2 separate regions of the Danio rerio genome follow, and region 2 is linked to region 1. The links are chromatin contacts, called in public Micro-C maps. All regions are on one chromosome and are shown on one strand. The core of a region is the stretch at or near the end of the contact, and the rest is flanking DNA. Distances in the headings are between cores, read along the strand shown. Region 1 has its middle 130 kb from the start of prdm5. Region 2 holds the start of ndnf (neuron-derived neurotrophic factor).

Region 1 (5,141 bases), core at 1,341-3,840:
TTATAGTGCCTCCGTGTCTAGCCAAGCATTGGGGAAATTTGTGAATTCTTCTCACTCAGATCCATTTTCGTCTCATAAATAGGTGGAAGCTTGATTGCCGTCTTTTACGAACTAGGCAGATTTGAGTGAGTTGCTTACATTTTTCTACAAGTTTTATCTCTCAGGACTTGAGTTGACAGGCCAAGCACATAATCCCAGAGTCGGGATTCCAGGCTTTCATCCTTCTGCAAAAGAAAACACAGCGCACTGGAGTTCTTCAGCCCATCGTACCCTCAGGAAAGCTGAATGAGGAGGCAGTGAGAGGAACACATGGCCAGCCTGCCGCTCCGAGGATTATTAGTGGTTGCTGGAGAGCCCGACATTCCCGTTCTGAGGGAATTCCAACTCCAAAGAGCAACAATTTAATTCCGCTCTCTTGGTCCGTCTCCAGTGAACGCAAGGCGGTTTATTCTAAACCTACACAAACACATCTCGCAACGTTCCCCACAATAAGGGAGGACAGAGAGTGAGTGTGTGTTTAAAAGTGTCAAAAGGGAATTCAGCAAAGAGCCAAATAGGGGGAAATGATAGAAACACGTTGATTGAATTTTATAATATCCCTCTGGTAACGGCGAAGAAGAAGAAGGCAGCGCTATGGTGCAGAAACTTCAGGACTGTCAGCACACACGTCACAAATATCACAAAGTATATTTGCACTCCACCACAAACCTGTCTGCACTTCACACATACACACGTGTAGAAACGTATAGCCTTTCACACACAGAGCACTGTCCTCGCTCTACCGGCGAACGCTGACAGAAAAACACACAGGGAATGATGTGAATTGCATTTCAGTGGAAGTAAGAAGGAGAATATATGGACGGAAGGGAATAAAGCAATCCGTTCTCGGTATTTTTGCCAGATGTAAAGCAGTTACAATTGATGGCATCAGTTTCTCAAACTCACAATCAAAGAGTAAAACCTTTTATCAAATATGTGATGCCAATCTAAAAACTCAAACCAAATGGCTCTGTCTAATTAAAGCCATTTATCCTATTAAACGGGAATGTTTCGACAGAAACAAAAGGGTTTTGTTGCCTGAGAGCTGCTAGTGATAAAGGAGAGATGTTTATGTTGAGAGGCAAGGTTTAGATAGGGTTGTCTAACTCATCCAAACATACATTCATTTCTTTTCTTTTTTTCTGTCCAACTTTCTCACTTGGTCAGCAAGATGAAGATACACTTTATTCTACACTGATCTGCACCAGCACGGACCATGCCACACTTTGAACTAGACCTTAGTGTTTACATTTACATTTAGCTTTTATCCAAAGCGACTTACAAATGAGGACAAGGAAGCAATTTACACAACTATAAGAGCAACAATGAAGAAGTGCTGCAGGCGAGTTTCAGGTGTGTAAAGTGTAAGAAGCAAAACATTAGTAAGGTAAGTTTTTTTTTTGTATTACAGTTAGCGGTGGAGTCAGAGAGGCAATTTTAGATTAGGAAGGGAAGTGGAGACTAAATAGTTGGGTTTTTAGTCGTTTCTTGAAATAGCGAGTGAGTCTGCCGTTCTGATGCAGTTAGGGAGTTCATTCCACCAACTGGGCAGATTGAATGCGAGAGTTCGGGAAAGTGATTTCTTCCCTCTTTGGGATGAAACCACGAGGCGACGTTCATTCACAGAACGCAAGTTTCTGGAGGGCACATAGATCTGCAGAAGTGAGAGCAGATAAGAAGGAGCAAATCCAGAAGTCGCTTTGTAGGCAAACATCAGAGCTTTGAATTTGATGCGAGCAGCAACTGGCAGCCAGTGCAAACGGATGAGCAGCGGAGTGACGTGTGCTCTTTTAGGTTCATTAAAGACCACTCGTGCTGCTGCGTTCTGAAGTGTAGGGCATACCTGCCAACATTTGTCTCAGAAAAGTCAGGAGACTTAATCTCTGATTAACACGGTTGAGAACCGGGATAGGAAAGCAACAGTACTGTGGTGTTAGTAATTGTATTATGCACCAGGTGTTGGGCGGCTGCTGCAATCAGATTCTGTACTGTACCAAAGTTGACCCAGGGGCTGTTACAGACTGTGCCAAAAAAATAAATAAACAGGATGGTTGCGGGAGATTGGTCTGAAATACGGGAGACTCCCAGGAGAAACGGGAGTGTCATATATATATGAATTATATATATATATATAATATATATATATATTATTATTATTATTATTAAAATTACATTTTCTCTCACAGAGTTTCTTTGTCATTCCTAGTTGCTATTTCTGTGCATAACCATCTTCCCCTTGACGGATGGATTCTGAGATAATACCCTCTAGTGTATGTGTACATGTGTGTTTCTGCATGGGGAGGGGGCCCGAGTACTTGTCTGAGACCCCTCAATTAGTCACACTGAACCTGCCGGACCACACACATGCACGTGGAAACACAAAGTCAGGCCACAAACTCAATGGCCTTGGTGTCGGTGCATACTTGGTGCTGCACTAATATACCACAACACATATCTGTCAGACAGGAAACCACAACTCATATGTGGCCATCGGAGTTTTGTGCGCACACACATTTCTCGTTTTCTCTTGTGTGTGTGGCTGGGTCTGTTCGTGTCCCAAGGCTACACCCCTCAAGCAGAGCCAAACACTCACACATACGCCCATGAGGATGTTCTCTCTTTGCCTACTGAGAACAGATCGCTTTATAACCTGCATCTGCTCAAACACTGGACAGGACAGGTGATTCTCAACCAGCGGAAACGTCTCTCAGTGCTTCTCTTCTCCTGTGAGCATGTGATGATCAAACATTTCAGTTCGCATTGCCACGATACACACACACACACACAGGTTTGTTTTTGTGAATTGCAGGGACATCACTACCTTATTACAACTTTACATTTGGAATATAATTTGTTCAGATATTTCAACGCTATATCACGCTAATTTGTAGCTTTTTTGATTTAGTGGCTAATGTGTATGAGTTTGTACGATCTCTTGCGTACATTTTGGTACTATTTGCTAATCTCCCAATGACAGTTTGGTTTAAGGGGGGTGTTTAGTGCACATGCTTGTGTGACTGAACACAAATTAGTATGAATTAGCCATTAAACTGAAAAAACGTAAAATAGTTACGTTTCCTCGTGAGATCAGGCTGAATATTTAGCTTAGATGTTTTTTTTGTTTTGTCAATTTCAGGCAATTTCGTTTTATTTTTTCGGAAACATAAGGATATATTCTTTAAAATGAGACAGAGCTTAAATACTGTATATGTGTTAAAGATCGGCAATCGTTTAAGTTGAACATGTCATTTTCATGTCTATGTTGTAAAAGCGGGAGGCAACAATTAAGGCGTTAAAGGCGAACGCCTTCTTATATGTCTTATATCACATTAGAATTGTATGTCTAGTTTACAAATAAGGTCAAAAGTATGAAGAAATGTGGTTTATATTCATCAAAACCAAGAGGACGCCCTTTAATGGTCACCAAAGGAAACTGGATGTAATCTAGTGGTCATGTTTGGTACTGCGGCCAAACAAACATACTGAAAGCTCATTTTGGAAGTATCAAGTTCAAATTTGGAATTAGGTTTCCTCATAAGATCAGGCCGGATATTTAGCGTCAATTTTTTTTTTGTTGTTGTCAATTTTAAGCAATTTTGTTTAGTTTTTTATCATAAAAGAAAACACATCTACTTTAAAATGAGACAGAGCTTAAATACTGTATATGCATTTATGATCGGCAATCGTTTAAGTTGAACATGTCATTTTCATGTCTATGTTCTAAAAGTGGGAGGCAACAATTAAGGCGTTAAAATATCAATGGCGAACGCGTCAAGTATAAAAGCCTCATCTATTTCGTGAGGTGTGCACACAGTCGGCAGAGGTTTGTGACGTGGCACGTGGCGAAAGTATAAGTCAGCCTTTGGGGGCTAAAATCAAATCAAATTCCACAAAAATGTCTTATATTACATTAGAATTGTATGTCTAGTTTACAAATAAGGTCAAAAGTATGATGAAATATGGTTTATATTCATCAAAACCAAGAGGACGCCCTTGTATGGCCACCAAAGGAAACTAGATGTAATCTAGTGGTCATGTTTGGTACTGCGGCCAAACAAACATACTGAAAGCTCCATTTTCAGGATAACAAGTTCAAATTTGGAATATAAATGCAATGCTATATAACGCTAATTTGTAGCTTTTTGATTTAGTGGCTAATTTGTATGAATTTGTACAATCTCATTCGTACATTTTAGTATGATTTGCTAATCCCCCAATGTTAGTTTGGTTTACGGGTGGTATTTGGTGCCATGTCCCCTTTTAAAAGTCCCACATTTTCCTATGACCAAACTCAAAATAGTATGAATTAGCCATTAAACTGACAAAACGTAAAATAGTTAAGAGTAAAAGTAAATAATAAAAGTATGAAGAAATATGGTTTATATTCATCAAAACCAAGAGGGCACCCTTTAATGGTCACCAAAGGAAGCTGGATGTAATCTAGTGGTCATGTTTGGTACTGCGGCCAAACAAACATACTGAAAGCTCATTTTGGAAGTATCAAGTTCAAATTTGGAACTGGGTTTCCTCATAAGATCAGGCTGGATATTTAGCGTTGATTTTTTTTGTTGTTGTCATTTTTAGGCAATTTAGTTTAGTTTTTTTTATATATAAAAGTAAAGACATCTACATTAAAATGAGACAGAGCTTAAATACTGTATATGTGTTAAAGATCGGCAATCGTTTAAGTTGAACATGTCATTTTCATGTCTATGTTCTAAGCGGGAGGCAACAATTAAGGCGTTAAAATATCACAATGGCGAACGCGTCAAGTATAAAAGCCTCATCTATTTCGTGAGGTGTGCACACAGTCAGCAAAGGTTCTTGACGTGGCACGTGGCGAAAGTATAAGTCAGCCTTTGGGGGCTAAAATCAAATCAAATTCCACAAAAATGTCTTATATTACATTAGAATTGTATGTCTAGTTTATAAATAAGGTCAAAAGTATGATGAAATATGGTTTATATTCATCAAAACCAAGAGGGCGCCATTGTATGATCACTAAAGGAAACTAGATGTAATCTAGTGGTCATGTTTGGTACTGCGGCCAAACAAACATACTGAAAGCTCCATTTTGGAGATATTAAGTTCAAATTTGGAAT
Region 2 (4,510 bases), core at 1,206-3,705, 180 kb before region 1:
ACAGGTTTTCAGCTTTCTTCAAAATATCGTCTTTTGTGTTCAGCAGAAGAAAGAAGCTCATAAAGGTTTAAAACCAATCGAGGGAGACTAAATAGTGAGTACATTTTCATTTTGGGGGATCTTTAAGGACAGACACGCTTCAAGCTCAGCTCAAGAAAATGTTTTAATAAATGCACAGCGATTCAGAGACTATTGAAAGCAAAATCAGAAGGGGAAATAGCAAACTTGCTTTCTAGCTAGTTAGGGGGTAAAACTATCAAATGAAGTTAACATTATTCAATTCGCGTGACTCAGTGGTTAGCTGTGTCGCCTCACAGCATGAAGGTCACTGGTTCGAGTCCCAGTTGGACCAGTTGGCATTTCTGTATGGAGTTTGCATGTTCTCCCCGTGTTGGCGTGGGTTTCCCCCACAGTCCAAACACATGTGCTATAGGGGAATTGATGAACTAAATTGTCCGTAGTTTATATGAGAGTGTGTATGGGTGTTTCCCAGTTCTGGGCTGGAAACAAGACAAAACTCAAAGTAAGAACAGCATTTTTTTTTACAGCGTATACAAGAAATCTTGAATTGAATATTTTCATTCATTCATTTTCCTTTGGCTTAGTCCCTTATTTTTCAGAGGTCACCACAGTGGAATGAACCGTCAACTATTCCAACATATGTTTTACACAGCAGATGCTCTTCCAGCTGCAACCCAGTACTGGGAAACACTCCTTCATACACACACAATACACTATATGTTTATTTAACGTACCTATAGCGCATGTGTTGGTCTGTGGGGGAAACCCACGGGAGACTCTACACAGAAATGCCCACTGACCCAGTCAGGACTCAAACCAGTGACCTTCTTGCTGCGAGGCGCCAGTGCTAACCAACCAGCCACCGTGCCGCTGCAAAATATCTTCTCTTTTGTTTAACATTATGACGAAACGCATAAAGGTTTATAACCACTTGAAGGTGAGTAAATAACCTTTCACATGCTTAGTTATGATTAGTTAACTTTAAAAGTGGGTAAACTCATTGTAACTTGAAACTTTTAAGTTGACTTGTTATAATTTTGTACATAGTTGTTTTCTTAATCGTAAGGCTGTGTTTATTCAGATCAATTCATGTTTTGTGTTATTTTGCACAACAGTTTTTTTTAACATTTTCATCTGCAAAATCTATATTATTATCAATTATTATCAGTTTGCTATTTTTTTACATGCTTTCACATCTAAAAATCAGTCAGTTCTTGCATGTATGATTGTGTCTGTAAATATATTCAGATGTACATCTGTTTAGTTTGTGCAAATAAAAATAAGTATAAATACTGTCTGTACAAATATATATATATATATATATATATATATATATATATATATATATATATATATATATATATATATATATATATATATATATATATATATATATATATATCGTCACCTTGGAATTATAAGGTTGTAGCTGGGTGTTGAATGATTTTAAGATATTGAGCTTCAAAAGTTTTTGCATTGCATAGCAAACAGTATGTGTTTAACATTTTTTTTTTAATAAAACGTCTTAAAATGTAAACAACTTATTTAAAAAATCCCATAAAATAAATAAGTTGTCATTTAAGAATATGTCAAAAACACAATTTTGGTCAGATAGAACCTTATAATTCTAAGGTGACGATATATATATATATATATATATATATATATATATATATATATATATATATATATATATATATATATATATATATATATATATATATAAAAATAATAATATAATATTATTATAAATACATATTGGTAGCTAAAAAGTACAAAAGTGTTCCACTTAAAATTTGTAGGTACTAATATATACTTTAGAGGTACCAATATGAACCCTTCAAGTACAAATGTGTACCTTTTGAAAAGGTTCCACCCTAGTAACAGCTCGTGTACCTTTATTTCTGAGAGTGTGTTTATATATATATATATATATATATATATATATATATATATATATATATATATATATATATATATACATATATACATACTCCTTGTATATCTGTAAAATTCGCACTCAAATTACAAAAAAACACTTGTTTATACAGTGCTTTAAAACATATTTGCAATTTAAAGTATAAATTAAGTGCCAAAATATTCTGACTTCATATTCAGTTCGACTTTAAACAGTATTTTATTATTATTATTAAGGTTTTAAAGCTACTTTTTGAAATATGTATTCAAAGTTCATTCATTCATTCATTTTCTTTTCAGCTTAGTCCCTTTAATAATCCAGAGTCGCCACAGCAGAATGAACCGCCAACTTATCCAGCACATGTTTTATGCAGCGGACGCCCTTCCAGCTGCAACATATTTAAAGTTATCACTATATATCATACATTTAACATTTTGATTAATCTATCCATTTACATTTATAATAAGAGTCGATTTAAATCCAGACAGTTTTATCTAAAAACTTTCTCTCAGGATGAATGGCGAGCATTTGTCAGAGCGAGGATTTCATCGTGTTGACTGTAGACTCGTGCACGACTGTGCGTGAGTGTGTGTGTGTGTGTGTGTCAGATGAGTGGGCTGGTCTTCAGAGAGAGACACTTCACAGCAGTCTGAATCTCACTGCTTCTCTCAGTCTCTACAGAGAACAGCAGGACAAACACTCAGGATACACTCCAACAACACACAGACACACGCAAACCAACTTCAGGACGAGACAAACTCCGCGAGTCCGAAGGAATCTAGCAGAACTTCTTCAACAAACTTCATCTCACACAAGTTTTGAGACGACACGAACAGCAGATATAGACATATCACTCCAGTCAGGACACTTTCACTCTGGAGGGATTTTACCTCAGAACAGCAAGGTAAGGAACTTTAGATTATGCTTTCTTGAGTCTTTTGGGTCTTGGTTAGGAGATGTGTTTGCAGGTTTGTTCAGAGATGTACCTGCACTTTTGTTTTGCATTTTACAAATGCTTTCAAGCCTCATGAAAGGGTCGGAAAAAGTCTGCACTGACGGGGAACCGGAGCGGGACTCTCCGCGCGCTTTGAACCTACTGCCAGAACAAGAGCGACGGGCTTTTGCGGTCTGCAAACTCCTGGAAGTTGGAGATTTTCAAACAGCTCTCCGTCAAGCCCGAGCTCGCAGGCTCTTTAAAGTCGCCTGGATGTCGGAGGAGGTGTGTGCTGCTCTGCTGGATGGGAGTTTTTTTTGGACATTTATTGTGTCGGGAGACGCGGTTCCCATGCGCTCCCGTCAATTCATCACAACTCGTCCTCGCCCTCTCAATTGTGCGTCTGTTTTTCAGGCTTTCACAGTGTTAAATGTGCTGTTTCGGATGAAGGGGATGGCATGTTTAGAGTTTTTTCTTCTTTCTTTCATTCATATCTGTTTGGTTGCAACTTCTCCAAAAGTGTAGCGCTTAAAAGCACCTGCGAGACGCGATGTTTTTGGGCTGATTTCTGCGCTGTTACTGTGCGCTTTTCTCTTCGGAGATGAAGGATTTCACAGGAACAGATTATGACAAATGTTTTTGTTTTATTTAAGTAGTCAGAAGTGTTTGATACGTCCTTTGTTTTCATACAAATCTTTGGTTTAGTTTACATTGTATAGGTTCCACACAATTCTTTCATGTTGACCCAACACAAATCGATTAAGTTATCTTAACACTTTTAACAAATTAATGTGGATTGAACATAAAAAAATAAGTTGTCCCAATGAAATCTCAAGAATTGTGTTGTTTCAGCTCATTTTAAATAAGGTGTAAACAAACAAAATAAAAATTATATATATATATATATATATATATATATATATATATATATATATATATATATATATATATATATATATATAATTTTTATTTTGTTTGTTTACACACACACACACATATATATATATCTTTTTTTTTTTTTTGAGTGTTCAAGGGAAAATATGAGCATTTTGGTCAAAAGATTCAAGCAACCTGCGATGTAATAAATTAAACCAGAAATGAACATTTAACATGCACAGGCAAATACACTGAAAAAAAAAATTCAGAGATGATTTCTTGGATTTACGATTTTTTTTATGTTAAGTGGCTGTAAACAATTTATTTGGGCTGAATTTAAACAAACAAATGAGTCGAATTTTATTAAACTTAATTTGTTTAAATTAATCACAAATAAATTGTTTGCAACAGTTTTGCAGAGATACATTTTTTCAGTGTAATGATTAATCTAATTAATACTGTTTCTATAATAGGCATTCTTTGCAACATTTAATAACTATCAAACTTTTTTTGTATACTCAAAAAAAAAAAAAAAAAAAAAAAAAAAAAATATATATATATATATATATATATATATATATATATATATATATATATATATATATATATATATATATATATATTGCTCGTCCAAACTACTTATTTTAAGTATAATTATCAATTCTTGAGATTTCATTGGGACAACTTAATTTCTTAATGTTCAATCCACATAAATTTGTTAACTTAATCGATTTGTGTTGGGTCAACATGAAAGAATTGTG

The links. Hi-C and Micro-C count contacts between places; a contact is called where the count stands out from the background.
Region 2: a Micro-C map of caudal fin shows a contact between it and region 1, with 2.7 times the contacts expected there. The contact joins the promoter of ndnf here to the enhancer-like site in region 1. A contact is called at or near these places in 2 of 18 Hi-C or Micro-C datasets (caudal fin and embryo).

The regions. Positions count from the first base shown.
Region 1 is chr23:2,026,485-2,031,625 of GRCz12tu, reverse strand. No RefSeq gene overlaps it. Among named protein-coding and RNA genes, the nearest start is that of prdm5, 130 kb to the left of the region's middle. Within about 2 kb of position 2,590, at least 13 of the 62 cell types and tissues checked have an H3K27ac peak or open chromatin away from gene starts, as enhancers often do.
Region 2 is chr23:2,202,952-2,207,461 of GRCz12tu, reverse strand. ndnf (neuron-derived neurotrophic factor) reads left to right here and starts at 2,455. Exons shown (of 4, transcript NM_001423783.1): 1 at 2,455-2,843.